Regions from separate parts of the Mus musculus genome. Here all the other regions are linked to region 3. Evidence: chromatin contacts called from public HiChIP or PLAC-seq data. All regions are on one chromosome and are shown on one strand. The core of a region is the stretch at or near the end of the contact, and the rest is flanking DNA. Distances in the headings are between cores, read along the strand shown.

Region 1 (4,700 bases), core at 2,064-4,563, 1.0 Mb after region 3:
GTTACATTATGTATACAGATATTCCTTTTTAAACCATTTATTTCTATATGTCTGTGTGTGCTTGTGTGTGTCCTCAGAGGCCAGAGGAGGGTGTTGGACTTTCTGGAGCCAGAGTAAAGGGGGTTGTGACTTTGTGGCTACTGGAAACCAGCTTGTAGTTTTCTAGAAGAGTAGCAAGCACCCTTAACTGCCAAACCATCTCTCCAGCCCCTTGGCTGACATTTAAAGAGAGGTTTCCTTAAACAGTAGGCACAGTGCCACTTTCCTCATTTCTCTGTTTAAATATGTAAAGCCAGGCGTGGCGATGCATGCTCATAACTCCCTCCTCTGGGAGGCTGAGGTGGTAAGGAGCAAATCAATGCAGCAGGCGCTGTATGTTGAGATCCTGTCTGCTCTCCACCACAAAGGCAGGCAGTAGTCCCAAGGAGAATGGCCATAGTGTGCTCCCTTCCGGAGTCTGAGAGTTAAGAGAAAAGGGTGTGTGATGTAGTAAGGAGTGTCTGAAGACAGGAAGCAGTTGGCAAATTGTTCGAGGGACATGGGCACAGACACAAGTGACATCTTCGGGAAAAGGGAATGGAGAGAGAGAGAGAGAGCATGAGCACGCTTTGGTAATTTGGTTTAAAGTTATATACAGTTGAAACATCACACACATTCTCTCTTCTTCTCCCTCCTCCTTAATGTTATTAGAAAAGCAGTAACTTGCTATGAATTAAACATTCTAGATCCCTTAGGGTTAGACAAATAAGCAGGAGACTATTAATTTCATGATTTTAGCTTTCAGCAAGAAAAGATACATTTAACTAAAGCAAACTCTAGGAGATGGAGGGAGGGGTGAGCAATAGACTTGAGAACTATTTAGAAGAGACTGAAGACAGTGTAAACATTGGCTTGGATAATCATGTATAAAGTTGAGATTTGTAGGTTAGACGTAGATAGCAAAAGACCACAGATAATTTGAAATCTGAAATGCCAACAATTGCTAACCAAAAACTGTCCTACTGGGGAGAAGCAGAGGGTAGCTCTATAGGTACAGTATAAACACATGAATATGGCCTGACACAGTTGTGTGTGTGTGTGTGTGTGTGTGTGTGTGTGTACAGAAGGTAACTGATCCCTTAAAGAGGACGGGGACCTATCTGATGGTGAGGATGGCTCTGCCAGGAACCACTAGAAGCAGCCTGATAACTGGCACCTGGCTAGTGCTCTGAAGAAGAGGCAAAAAACAAGACTAGAGAAGGAAAAAAACTTGATAGACAAACACCAAATAACAGAAAATTCAACAGCATTTGAACCTACAAAAAATATCAGAAAGTAAAGAAGGTAAAGAGAAAGAGAGGGACAAAGAGAGGGAGAGGGAGAGAGAGGGAGAGAGAGGGGGAGAGAGGGAGAGGAGAGGGAGAGAGGGAGAGAGGCAGAGAGGGAGAAGAGGGAGAGGGAGAAGAGGGGGAGAGAGAGAGAGGGAGAAGAGAGGGAGAGAGGGAGAGAGGCAGAGAGGCAGAGAGGGAGAGAGGGAGAGAGGGAGGGGGAGGGGAGGGGGAGGGGGGAAGAGGGCCGGAGAGGGAGAGAGAGAAAGAGGAGAGTCCTTTGGATTTAACAAGAAATACCCATACCACCAGCAAAGAACCATTCAGTTCTTCAGGACAGAATGGGAACCAAGCAAGTGAAAATTTCAAGTAGCTACTCCTTCTAAAAGAAACAAAGAAGCAAATAACTTGGAACACAGAATCTAGTGGTGGTTTTAATTAAAAAGGGACATTTATCAGTGGAAAGGCATCAGCTAAGAGAGGGACCATTTATAGATGCCACAGGAAAGGGCCATCTTATGTGGAGATATCTACCAGGAAAAGCAGAAATAGGTAGAGGGGTTAACTTTAACACAGAGGAAAGGACAAAGGGGTTCCCAGATTTTCCCAGTATCTCAGAAAGCCTTCTGGGAAGCACAACTAAGTACAACGTCAGGTTTCTTTATTTTTGGCTAGCATTAGGCCAACCCTGGGGGTTAGCTCTGGTTATTGAAGGTGGATCAGAAATTCTAATTTGGTGTTGATGACATCATAGTATGTGTCTAGGATGTGATTGGCAGGCCACATATTGTTAGCCCAGTTATCTGGTTGTTGTCGTATCTGATTCAATTCTGCCAGCATGTGATCAGCCTCAGATCAGAAGAAAGAGCCAAAATTAAGCGACCACTTGCAGGGAACAGTGCCTAAGTGTTTGTACACTTATTTAACTTTATTGCTTATTAGCATTATATCTATGACAGTGATGTATGTGATTTCATTTAAGCGACAAGAATCTTTCATCATCATATGATGATTGTGGCTGGAAACATAATTTTAAAAATCCTTCAGTGGAGAGGATGGGAGTGACTCGACAGGATCTCTAAGTCCCTTTTCTCTAACATTCGAGAATGTTGAGAAGGGTCTGGAAGCACAAGGTTGGGGTTGGCTAAAAGTTGTAAAGAAGACTTGCCAACACCTCCAACTCAACAATGACTTACTTGTTCTAACCACAACATGCAAATAGCCATTCTTGTCTACAAGGCAACTCAAGACCAAGGGTATGAATAAGAATGCTTTTCAAAGGACACACAGAGTGCTGGGTCTATTGATAATCACAAAACATTAACCAAGTTTAAGGATTGCCACAGGCAACCAATCTGCTACCCTGGCCAACCTTAGTGTCAACAAAGATATTGTGTAAACATAAAGGAGAAAGGGGCTCTTATACTGACATCCACACCAACTTAGACACACTGTACAGGATGCATCTACACCCACTGCAACTGGACAAACAGCACATTGGGCAGTTGAGTATTAAACGGTGAACATGGGCCTTACACTTGAGTTGGGTGTTCGGATTTACAGCCACCCCAACACCTGGCCAGCATCTTAGGTGCAGAGGAACTTGCCAGACAGGTCGTGGGTGGCCTGCCGTTAAGGCCCCACGACCGTGGGAGAGCAGAGAGTAGAAAGTCCAGAAAGGGTGTGATGGGGGAAGCAGGGAGTGTACTTTTTTTTCCCGGAACAGTAGTTCTATTGCCCTAACCTGGGCTCAGGTAGCTGCCAGTCCACTTGGGCATAGCCCCGGAGCTGACATCTGGGCCGGGCTGCAGGCCCTGGCCCTCTGCCCCCCCAACACCCATACAGTCACCATGCCTGTGCAGCCGTCGCCGCCCGCTGCCGCCAGTGACCCGGTGACCCCGGAGGCCCGTCTGGGCCCGGTGACCCCGGAGCCCCGGGCATCCGGACCCCCGTCACAGGCGCAGCCGCTATTAAGGCAGGAGGCTACCAGGGAGGAGGAAGGGGAGGAGACAGGCGGCCAGGGCGCCTGGGGCACCGGCACGGCTGAGCAACGGCGGCGGGGTTGGGGGGAGGCCGACGAGGGCACGGGGAAGGCCGGCGGCACGGAGGCCGCAGGCTCGGACCCCTCGGCCCGCGGTTCGGGCGACGGGCAAGGGAGCTGGCGGCCGCTTCTCGGCTGGCTACGGCGCCCGCCGCCCCAGTGCTGCCCCTGCGCGGCGCCCCTTCCCCGCTCCGCCGCGCACTGTTGTCATGGAGGAACCAAGATGGCGGCTCTGGCCTACAACCTGGGCAAGCGGGAGATCAACCACTACTTCAGCGTGAGGAGCGCCAAGGTGCTGGCGCTGGTGGCCGTGCTGCTGCTCGCAGCGTGCCACCTCGCGTCCCGCCGCTACCGAGGTGAGCCGGCCCTCCCCCCGGCCCGGGCCGGCTCGGCCCGGGGGGAGGCGGCGCCGCGGCCCCGAGCGCGGGAGGCCGCCCCCCGCCGCAGCACGCCCACGCGCCGGCGGCCTCCCGCGGCCCCGCGGCGCCCCACGTGCCCGGGCCGACCCCTGCGGGCCCCTGCCCCCAGCCTCCCGCTCTCGGGGCCACCTCCTGCTGGAGCGGGGCTCCGGAGGCGCGCCCGGCCCCGCGCCCCGGTGCAGGAGGTCGAACCAGGGGCCCCCGGGGGCAGCCCTGGCGGCACCGCCTCCCGGATGCTGGGGTCGCACACGGTGCGCCCGTGGGGTCTGCCTCCTGCCCTGCCACTTCAGGGCCCAACGGTTGGACAGCGGCTTGGGCCGCCCTGCTTACTTTTGCCAAAAGGGCCAGTGTGGCTAAAGATGCCCATGGCCCACCTCCCTCCCGTGGAGGAGGTGCCACCAGCCTTTCAAACACTTTTCAAGAGTTTGGGTTGCACAGTTTTTGTTTTTGTTTTTACAAATAAAGACACTGAGGCAGGATTTTGGTTTTTGTTTGTTTCTTAAAGGAGTTAAGGAGTTGACCGGACTAGACGTGAGCGGGCGAAGCAAATAGTTAAGCCTTTTGAAAGCTGGCCTTCAATATGGGTTTACATACTGGTGGAAAGCTGGAAAGGAACCAATGAACTCTTCTCAGAAGGAATTATCCTTCAGTTGTCAAGGGATATTTGCTTGTTTTTTTGATTGATTTTTTTTCCCCTTTCCTTACGATAAATGCCACCAGGACAGTCACTGACAGTAGGAGGGAAATTATAATGATAGGATCTTTTGGTTTTGACCTTTGGTATCCTAAAAGTCATTATATGGACAGCTCTTGGTGACTGTGAGATAATTAGACAAATGTGACAGCCACGTGCACATTAGCGCTGGGCCCATTTATACTGTACAGCCCAGTCACGAGAGTACTAGAGTCTCGGCTGTATTCCCATTTCACATG
Region 2 (5,006 bases), core at 1,817-4,316, 1.2 Mb after region 3:
TGAGCACTCTTCAAAAATGGATAAAATGTTCCAATACAAAGAGCAGCTAGTTACCTAGTGAAGTGAACGATGCATAGTAACACGGCGTAGCTTCACTCACCCTTGTGAAAAGCCGGCACAAAATAATCCACACGGGGGAAAAAAATCTTAAAAGTCACCTGGATAGTAAATACCATAAGTGCTTAAGATCTTATCTATCAATCTATCAGTATTAGGACATATTGGTATTTAATGTTAGTTAAATGCTCAAGTGTCAATTAATTTTGTCTATTCACTTAAATATTGTTTGTTCTTTCAGCTAGCAAGAAAGTTTTACCTAAACAGCTGCTATTGCCTTTTCCCTAGGAGAACTATAATTTGAATAAAGTTAAAAAAAAAAAAGGTGTATCAAGCATTAAAAAGCATCAAGGATATTGATCAGAATTATATCTCCATGTGATAATCCTGAGGCGGGGAGCCACGGCTCAGCTCGTTGGTTTGAAATACTTAGGTGTTGTTGCTGTTCATATACCTCAATCAGGAAATATTAATTTAATGTTGCTTATTTTTAAAGAAAATTGTAAAATTAGTATTATTTGATGCTCAAAATCCACTACTTGGAAAGAAAACAGGGGAAGAAATTAATTTGATTCAATATTTAATTTTGAGAAAAAAAAGTATATACAACCCTATAAAAACCCATATTCTTTAGATCCCTCTGTAAGCATAGAGGGAAGTCTGGAAGGGCAAACCGCACTTTGCCGACACCAGAGCAAGCCAAGGATGTCACAGGTGATCTTGGTTGCCTTAGTAAGGTACCTTCTGGAACTTGGACCATGAGAGAGAATTACTATTATTACACAAGTACCAACAAAGCCATATCTATTTTTTAGGCCGTCAATCAATCAAAAAATAAAAATACTGGCTAACATTTTGAAATGAAAAAGTCAAATAAATTTAAGCTCTGAAAGATGGGTGATTTTTAAAACTTGAATTTTCCTTACTTTTTAGATCCATGTTTTCTGTAAGTGTCAGTTTTTTAAAAGTGAACTCTTAAAAAGCTCTCAGTGAACAGCTTGGTGAATTAACTTTGAGGGTGAAAGAAATTGCTCGTAAGCATATGAGAGTCCCGCAGTCACCGGAACAGGGACTGTTAAATAAACATTGTTTTAAAATCCTGGAATCAGTCTGTCTTGCAGAAAAGGATAAACACTTTTAAATTAAAAGTAATGATTATGTTCGCCCAATTTCCTAGATAAATGTCCTTTGCTCTTGGAAATCTGCACTTATTTATTTCTGGAGGTCAACATTTAATTTCTAATAAGTAGATTCCCAGGAAATGAATGAGTTTTGCTTAGTGCTAAAAAGCTTAATGCTTTGTACAGCGCAGGGTCCTGTCGTTCACAATGGGTCAAAGTCTTGTTTTTCCTTTAAGGAAAAAAAATGCTGCAGAAGTATTGCTGAAATATGCTCAGTTTTAGTCTTTAAAAAACAAATATGTTTCATCTGTGATTTATAAATCTAACTCAGTTGTAGACAATTTGATTTTCCTTTTAACCTTAACTTTTTTGACAAAGATTAGCAACAGATTGTTAATTTTCTCAGCACCTAAGACTTTGAGCAGCTTAGGTGGGAATCCGAATTAAGGTTTTATTTAACATCCTTTCCCAGTCAGTATTTGAATGCCTTGTTCCTTTGCAAATTTCTCTAACAAAACAACAACAACAAACAAACAAACAAAAAAAATTTACAGGTTTATGTTTCAAGCCAAGGAAATGCTTGGAGCTGAGTCTCGGTGACCTGTTTCAAAGGTTTGAACCTACAGTTACTGCTCCCCAAAACATTCATTCACCCACAAGATTTAGAAACATAAAACGGCGCGGGGTGGGGGGGGAAGCTGAGGTCTCCGTGTAAACCTCACAAAGTCCGTAGCTGAAGGCTTCCAAAGCCCGCCAAGAACATTGGAAGCATCCACAGCTGTTTTCAATTGTTCTTGCTTTCCCTTCGTAACGTATTTAGTAGGGCAATGGGTGCTGTTTGCAGCATCTCTGGCCCCCAGCCATGGTTGACCCTGACCTGCACACCGCCGTTTGGCTCCCAGAATTTCATGATCCTGCTTCCGTGTTCGGTAAAACCTAAGGAAAAATCAGGTTCGCGCCACCAGGAAATATGCTTTAAAAAAAAAAAAAAAAAAAAAGCGCGCGGGGGGGGGGGGGCTTCGATCTTTTAAATGTCACATTTTGGTGGTCTTTTTCTCTCTCAACCAGATCCCAGAAAATGAGAAAAGATGTACATCTTTGTGTAAGAGAGAAAGCAGCTGGCCAGACATGTCCTTTGGTTCACATCTAGGCCAGGGAGTCTCAATTGTGGGATAAAACCCCCATCCCCACCCCGAGGGGCAACGACCCCCCAAGTCTGTTTCAGGGATCAGAAGATGTCCACCACTAGGCTGGGGGGGCGAGGAGGGGCGCCCTTCTTAATGGAAACTGGAGCTGAATTCCTGCCCTGCTGGACAGGGAGGGGCCGTGGGGGTGCAGAGAGAAAGAGAAGGCCAGGGGTCAAGCCTGGGGAGGGACCCACTTGGCCCAAAAGGTGGGCTGCAGGGTGTCCTGAAAGAGGGGTGCTGTGAGGGGGAGGCATTGGGCATAGAGCGGGACTAGCACCCTTTGGGCACGCCCTGGTACCCCGGAACCCGAGTGGGGGAGTGTGAGGCGGCGGCCTGTGGGCCCCTGAACCTCCATGTCGCGCGCAGGCCACTAACCTGTCAGTAAGAATGTGCCAGTGGTCGCGGGGCTCATCTTGAGTGTCCCCCGACCCTTTCCCGTCCAAGCACAAGGGTCTCCCAGCTCCCACCACCAGAATAATAGCATTCTTGGCCTGCCTAAGCCAACCGTCCTCGATCCTCCCCTCCCCTCCCTTTCTTTTTTTCCTCCCAGCTTGGCCAGTTCAGCATCGCGCACCCCCCCTTCCTGAGCCCATGCTGCCCCTAGCGGCGGGCCAAAGCAGTGCATGCCGCGCCCCCACCCCATCCCCCAAGGCGCCCGCCCACGCGCCCCCCTCCGCCCCCGCTGCTCGCGAAGCACGCTGGGATTTGGCGCCCCCCCTCCTAGGATCTCTCTATATAAGGCAAGCAGTCCGGACTCCCGATACACGCGTTTCCAACTTGAGTTGGTGTGTGTCGAAGAATCCTGACCAACTACGACCTGGGGAGAGCAGCCAACCGAGAAGGTCCACCGAGCCTCGCCTAGGTCTGCTGCGCGGGCTGCGGTCCGGAGCCTTCTCCGGACCGCGGTCACCCAGTGGACCGGGCCGTCGCGGGACCCCTCATCCTTCGTGGCATCGCAGAGGAATCCTCGTGTGGTGAGTATGGTTAGGATTTTTTTTTTTTTTTTAACTCCAAGAAAACGGTCACACGCAATCCCCGTTTTACATCGGGAGCTGCGGGAGATAAAAGTAGCGCCCCCCAAAATATCTCCTCGCAAATTTTGTCAAGCCTTCAGTGGCCAGATCCTGAGACGAGAGCGTGGAAAGCAAGTCTTCACGGCTTCGGGTCCGCGAATTCGGTTTCCACGACTCGCGTCCAGAAATGGTCGGTAGACACATGAGCTGCGGACAGCGATGAGCTGCAGACGCACATGAGCTACTGACCGAATTGTGATGAGCTCCCCAAATACGCTGCAAAGTGACTGGCTCTGCACTCTTAAGTGCCGCGCTACGAACGGATTGCACTGCAGACGGCCGCGTCTTGCGCTGTGATAAACTAACGGGCGCTTCATGCGCTACAAAATCCTAATAGGCGCTTCATGCGCTACAAAATACTCATAGGCGCTTCATGCGCTACAAAATACTCATAGGCGCTTCATGCGCTACAAAATACTCATAGGCGCTTCATGCGCTACAAAATACTCATAGGCACTTCACACGCTACGAACTGATGGGCGCTTCATGCGCTTCGCTGTACTAATGGGCGCTTCATGTGCTACGATGTACTAATGAGCGCTTAATGCGCTTCGCTGTACTAATGGGCGCGCCATGCGCTTCACTGTACTAATGGGCGCTTCATGCGCTTCAGCGTACGAACGAGCAAATGAAACGGGCGAACAGGCGAACCTGTGAACGGGGCGAACGGGGCGCTTCATGCGCCACAAACCAGCCCGAACTACGGTGATACCCAAAACCGATTCGTGTTTCACGTATTCAATTTGGAAAGCTGCAGGAGAGTAACCAAACGCAAAAGCGCAACAAGAGTGAATTTAGAAAATGCGCTACAAACTGCGGCACAGGCATAAGACCTGCAGCCTCTTAAGTGACACAGAAAGTAGCGTTGGGAAGACGAGAGAACGTATCTCTCCTTGGTGAGGGGACAACACAGTTCACCTTTCGGGTCAAAACTGGCTCCGTTTTCCTGTCGGACGGCTATCTGCATGATGGTGGTGGTGCTGGTGGTAAACAAAATGGAGCCCTGGGAGGCCAAAATTGGTTTTAACATTCTGCCCACGTAACTCCTGCTTATGGCAGTGGAGTGGAGGGGTGCTGGATTTTGGAGATGGCGGAATGGCCTGCCTTGTCTAGTGGTGATTGATTGAGGTGACGGTGACGGTGCACTGGACTTGGGGACACGAATGGGTGTCCAGCAACAGTTTGTGGAAACTGTCCGGTTTTCTGGGTGGGCACGAAGCCAAGGTGGGAGGTGGGAGATGATGGGAGGTGGGAGATGATGGGAGGTGGGAGATGATGGGACGGTGGGAGGTGGGGGATTCACTCTTGCTGCACGGAAGGGATCTGGTGGTTGGGAGCTGGTGGGAGGGGTCTGGGGAGGTAGGGGGGCGGGGGGAGGCATGCAGTCATTCTGCAGCCCTGTTGTAGCCAGTCTCAGACCTGCCCCGCCCATCTAGCCTTGCCTCATCTGCAGAGAGGCCGCGCGCCTCGCCTGTCGCGCGCTTTTCCAGAACATGCTTCCACAGGCCCAACCTCCCAAGTGCTGACGCCTTAGAGCCAGCCTACCTGGTCCCCACCCCCAAGGCCCG
Region 3 (4,913 bases), core at 45-2,544:
ATGATCATATACTTAAGTGACCCCAGAAATTCCACCAGAGAACTCCTATACCTGATAAACAACTTCAGCAAAGTGGCTGGATTTAAAATTAAATCAAATCAGTAGCCTTCCTCTACTCAAAGGATAAACAGGCTGAGAAAGAAATTAGGGAAACAACACCCTTCACAATAGTCACAAATAATATAAAATATCTTGGTGGAACTCTTAACTGAGGAAGTGAAAGATCTGTATGACAAGAACTTCAAGTCTCTGAAGAAAGAAATTAAAGACCTTAGAAGATGGAAAGATCTCCCATGCTCATGAATTGGCAGAACTAATATAGTAAAAATGGCCATCTTGCCAAAAACAATCTACAGATTCAATGCAATCCCCATCAAAATTCCACACAATTCTTCATAGTTTCAGGGCTTCTTAGGCGCATGTGCAGAGCCTGCTTTTCTTTGATGAGGCTATACTGTGTTGTCAGAACTGGAGAGAAGAGGCTCAGGTTCTTGCCCTGTAGTGTGCCAACTCTCAGGTAGTGGGCAGCTGTGCAACCTCTCAGGGCTGTGACTGGACCAGTTGTAAAGTGAGGTGGCTGGGACTGGCCTCCATAACTGTTGCTTTCCCAGTTATCCTTTCTTCTTGCTACATTTTATGTAACAAAGACTATCACAGGTGAAACAGCAAAAAGTGGTTGTTGCGGATTTTTCCCCTAATGTTTAAACCAAAACCTAGACCTTTGTAGTTTATTTATTGAGTATAACATTTCTAATGGTTGTCACTTAGAAAGTGTTCACAAAAGCCACTTGGGAGCAGTTCCTTCAAAGGCAAGATTAACTTGACAGGCAGCTCAGCAACAGTACCAGTGTGCACACCTGTATTGACTAAAATTACTCGAGACAGGCTCTATTATATGCCTGTTTTTTTTCCACCAAATTGTACTTCATAAACACAGAAAAAGTGTTCAAGCTTCAGCACCAATCCTTTTTTCAACATGTGTCATGATAGCAAAGACACCTTATTATCTGGGAGGCACTAAATACCATCACAAGTTAAGAGGAAGGCAGTGGCAGAGATTTCACTGAGACACAAGACAAGTTTGTCTGCGTGGAAAAGCAGTGTGAAGGGCAAGGCAGGGAGTGCTGCAGCCAGGAGGCTGCAGGGAGTGCTGTGGCCAGGAGGCTGCAGGGAGTGCTGTGGCCAGGAGGCTGCAGGGAGTGCTGCGGCCAGTTGGAGCAAGAACAGCTCTCTAGGTTCCCCTACACCAGTCTGTGTGTGTAACAGTGCAGACTGCTGCCATGTTTTACTTCCTGCCGCCAGAGCTTTAAGGCACTCAGTTTGTGGTGATTTGCGCAGGGAACTAGCCTGCAGACAGAAATTGCTTCCTTCTGTGGTAGCAATGTTTAACATTTGGTTCTGTGGTGACTTTAACATTTTGAGAAACGGTGGAACTGTTTTCTAACCCATTAGTCACCACTGTCTTACATTTGTAGTGGTATTGTATGGGGCTTCTAGCTTTTCCACGCACTTGCTTAGCTTTCTCTCTTTTTGTTTGTAACTGTCCTAGTAGATGTAAGTGGTATTTTGTTGTGGCTTCAATATGCATTTCCTTAATGAATAAAGATGCTGCTAGCTTTATGTGTGCTTATTAGCTCTTTGTATATCTTCTGTGCGGAAGTATGTCTAAAGCTTTTCCCAGTCAGGCTTTAACTGAAATCTTCCTTTCAGTTCTCAAGTGTCTATTTGTTTCTTGGCTTTAAAAATGATTGTATTTATTCAAATAAAGTCTATGTTACTCAGGCAGCGCAGGACCTAGGATTGATAATTCTTCTGCTTCAGCCTTGTGAGTGGTATAGCTACAGGCATATATCTAACATGATGTCTGGCCTTTTTGTTATCATTGAAACTATTTGAAATACATAACTTGAAGTTGGTAGTGATGATACCTCCAACAGAGCCAGTTCCTGGCTCTTTTGTGTTTCCATATGAAATTTAAGATTTGTTTCAATTTCTGTGAAAAATTTCGTTGGAATTTTCATAGGGTTCTGTTGAACCTGTCAATTACTTTTGATAGGATGACCATTTTCACAATATTAATTCTCTTAAGCCGTGGGCATGGAGCATCCTTCCATCATCTGGGATGTTTTCAGCTCCTTTGTTCATCATCTTAACTTTTTTCATTGTACAAAGTATTGTTCACTGCTTGGTTATGTGTATTACAAAATTTCAGGGGGATGGAGATAGTAAATTTCACCGTTCTGTCCTTGATTCTTTCTCAGTGTTTTTGTAATTCATATATATATGATAGCCACTAATTTTTTAAGTGTTTATTTTGTAGCCTATAACTTTGTTGAGAATATTGATCAGCTGTAGTCCTTGCTCAGTTAATCCCAATATTTAGAGCTGTTCCTCTTTTAGGTCCATCTGTTTTCTCTTCATCTTCAAATCTTGGTTTCTTAAAAAGTCTAGATTTTGTTTTAGCATGGTAGCAACAGCTAATGAAATACTGGCCTTTTATTCAAATAGAAATAAAGTTTTGTTTCTCTGCATCTTCCTATATAATGTCATGATGACTTAAGACATAAAGTGAGACCAGTAGTATAAAAAACGTCCATGAAATGTGGGCAGTTAGTGGAGTATCCAGAGTGTGAGTGTACTCTGGGCCCTTAGTTGGGTATCTGATGTGGGCGGTTTCTGGAGAATCTAATGTGGGCCTTTAGTGGAGTATCTTGACTGTGAGTGTACTGTGTGCAGTTAGTGGAGAGTCTGATGTGAGCGATTACTGGAGTATCTCGACTGAGTGTACTGTACTGTGTGCGGTTAATGGAGTATCTGGAGTGTAAGTGCTGACCCGCCAAGTGTTAAGTGCATTGTGGTGCTGGGCACTAAGTCAAAGAGCTGTGCAGAATGATGGTTACCTTGCTATTTTTGCTTAGTAGTCGGACACTTGACATATTTATGATACACTAATGAATAAATACTTGTATTTGTATAACCCGCTAGTTGTTTCTCTATTTTGGCATTGGTGCCTGATTAGTTAAGACAAATTTAAGTGCATGAGTTAGTGACAGGTTTTATATCGGGTCCTTAATAATTATATTTCTCACCTCATTTTTACACTGTGTTAAAAATATTTAGCTTAGTAAACATTTGACATATTTTGTTTTTTCTTAAGGAACATAGGAGAGCTAACAGAAGCCAGCGTGTGTAGTTTATTGTGCTAATCTGAATGAGTTGTGATTATGATGATGATAATTTTGTTTCCTGAGTTTATGCGTTCCCTGCCCCTTTCTTCCTTTCGACTGTTCATTTTCTTTTCCTCAGGATACGACTTGATGAACTGAGAATGTTCTTAGAGAATGAGACATGGGAGCTTTGCCCTGTTAAGTCAAATTTTAGCATCTTGCAGCTTCATGTAAGTTTTTCCTGTGAACAAAGAAATGTGTCTTTTAGTTACTATTTGAGCTTTTGTCTTAGTAGCAGAAACTTATGTGAGAGCATTTATAAAGCAACCAAAGTAAAGAACAGTGCCAAGCTTCAATCCATGAAAGGCATTCCTAGCAGGCCCTTTTGTAGGAATTATCCACTGATTGGCCTGTAAAACTCCCTTCTTTCCAAAGCTTATTTTACATGCTTCAGTAAGCACTGTTTTGGACAGTGACAAGTACAGTGGATTTTCTTTTGACTTAAGAAGAGAATCCACTGCTTTATATAATTTTTTTCAGAGAATGAATTGGCTATATCTTGGTACCATGTGATAAAAATGCTTATTTACAGACGTAAAATACTAGTAATTTCCTAAAGAGGATGGATGGGCACTTAAGTAATAGCACAATTATCAGAATTGCTGTATTGACAAAATGCTTCATAAATGAAAGACACACTTATAAGAAATATTAATTTTTACTAGTTAATTGGAGTCTTTGAAATGAAATTTGTGAAACCCGTTTAATTGGTTTGATTGAAATACATCATAGTAAGTCCCCCTGTGTCCTTACTCCATGACCTGAAAGCACAGTGTGCTGAGTGGTTTCCTTCAAATGGAATGGCTTTCTAGAAGCATTAAAACAAAGTCTGCTTATATTTAAAAAGTACTTAGCAACTTAAAAAAAATTGTTATATGAATGGATGTTTTACCTTATACATGTCTAAGTATACATGTGTGCAGTGCTTGTGGGCAGCCAAACGACAACATGGACTCCTGAATCTGGAGTTATAGGTGATGGTTAGCTGACTTATGGGTGCTGGAACTTGAACCTGGGTCCTCTGGAAGAGCAGCTAGTGCTCTTAACAGCTGAGCCATCTTTGCAGCCCTACATTTTCTTTGAGTAGACATACTGTTTTTATGTTAGGTGGATTCATATAGTTCTATCATAGTGCTTTCCTAATATGGTAACAGTAAAAACACTTAACAGTGGTAATCAGTACATGCCCAAGGACACCAAACTAACATAAATTTTAATTGGCAATAATGAAGTAACATTAAACTAGCAGAATCTATGAGTTCTAAGATAGTTATAATCCTTAACATTTAGAATTTTAAGTTTAACATTAATTTTGCAGTATGTAAATACTTTTGTTAAATATTTATTTAACAGATTGATCATGAATGGATTGATCATGCATGTTTTTTAAATTTTAATTTAATTCTTTTTTATTAGTACTACTAGATATTTTCTTCATTTACATTTCAAATTTTATCCCCTTCATTTCTCCTCCGAAAACCCCCCATCCCACCCCCCCCCACTGACCCACCCACTCGTGCTTCCCTTTCCTGGCATTTGCCTACACTGGGGCATCAAGACCAAGGGCCTCTCCTCTTCATTGATGTCCCACAAGGCCATCCTCTGCTACATATCCGGCTGGAGCCTTGAGTTCCTCCATGTGTACTCTTTGTTTGGTGGTATAGTCCTTGGCAGCTCCAGGGATAC

What was found. HiChIP or PLAC-seq counts read pairs in DNA pulled down with a chosen protein or histone mark.
Region 1: an H3K27ac HiChIP or PLAC-seq map of epiblast stem cells shows a contact between it and region 3, with 4 times the contacts expected there. The contact joins the promoter of Casd1 here to the enhancer-like site in region 3. A contact is called at or near these places in 4 of 39 promoter capture datasets (the 3T3-L1 cell line, HPC-7-derived erythroid cells, embryonic stem cells and 1 more), 1 of 484 Hi-C or Micro-C datasets (embryonic stem cells) and 3 of 115 datasets of contacts at active chromatin or transcription factors (embryonic stem cells, epiblast stem cells and large pre-B cells).
Region 2: a contact with region 3 is called in an H3K27ac HiChIP or PLAC-seq map of embryonic stem cells, with 5 times the contacts expected there. The contact joins the promoter of Peg10 here to the enhancer-like site in region 3. A contact is called at or near these places in 2 of 39 promoter capture datasets (cranial neural crest and hippocampal neurons) and 4 of 115 datasets of contacts at active chromatin or transcription factors (astrocytes, embryonic stem cells and forebrain).

Annotation. Positions count from the first base shown.
Region 1 is chr6:4,597,598-4,602,297 of GRCm38.p6, forward strand. Casd1 (CAS1 domain containing 1) reads left to right here and starts at 3,314. Exons shown (of 18, transcript NM_145398.4): 1 at 3,314-3,704. The coding sequence starts at 3,572.
Region 2 is chr6:4,744,240-4,749,245 of GRCm38.p6, forward strand. It overlaps Peg10 (paternally expressed 10), which reads left to right and starts at 3,067. Exons shown (of 2, transcript NM_130877.2): 1 at 3,067-3,339. Sgce (sarcoglycan, epsilon) reads right to left here and starts at 2,965. Exons shown (of 11, transcript NM_011360.3): 1 at 2,741-2,965. The coding sequence starts at 2,849.
Region 3 is chr6:3,558,962-3,563,874 of GRCm38.p6, forward strand. Vps50 (VPS50 EARP/GARPII complex subunit) reads left to right here. Exons shown (of 28, transcript NM_024260.5): 17 at 3,307-3,397. It overlaps Gm52885 (predicted gene, 52885), which reads right to left. Exons shown (of 3, transcript NR_168043.1): 3 at 3,172-3,408. Among named protein-coding and RNA genes, the nearest start is that of Gm52885, 9.2 kb to the right of the region's middle. Within about 2 kb of position 1,295, at least 23 of the 459 cell types and tissues checked have an H3K27ac peak or open chromatin away from gene starts, as enhancers often do. A contact at or near this core is called in embryonic stem cells and epiblast stem cells, where this site is marked.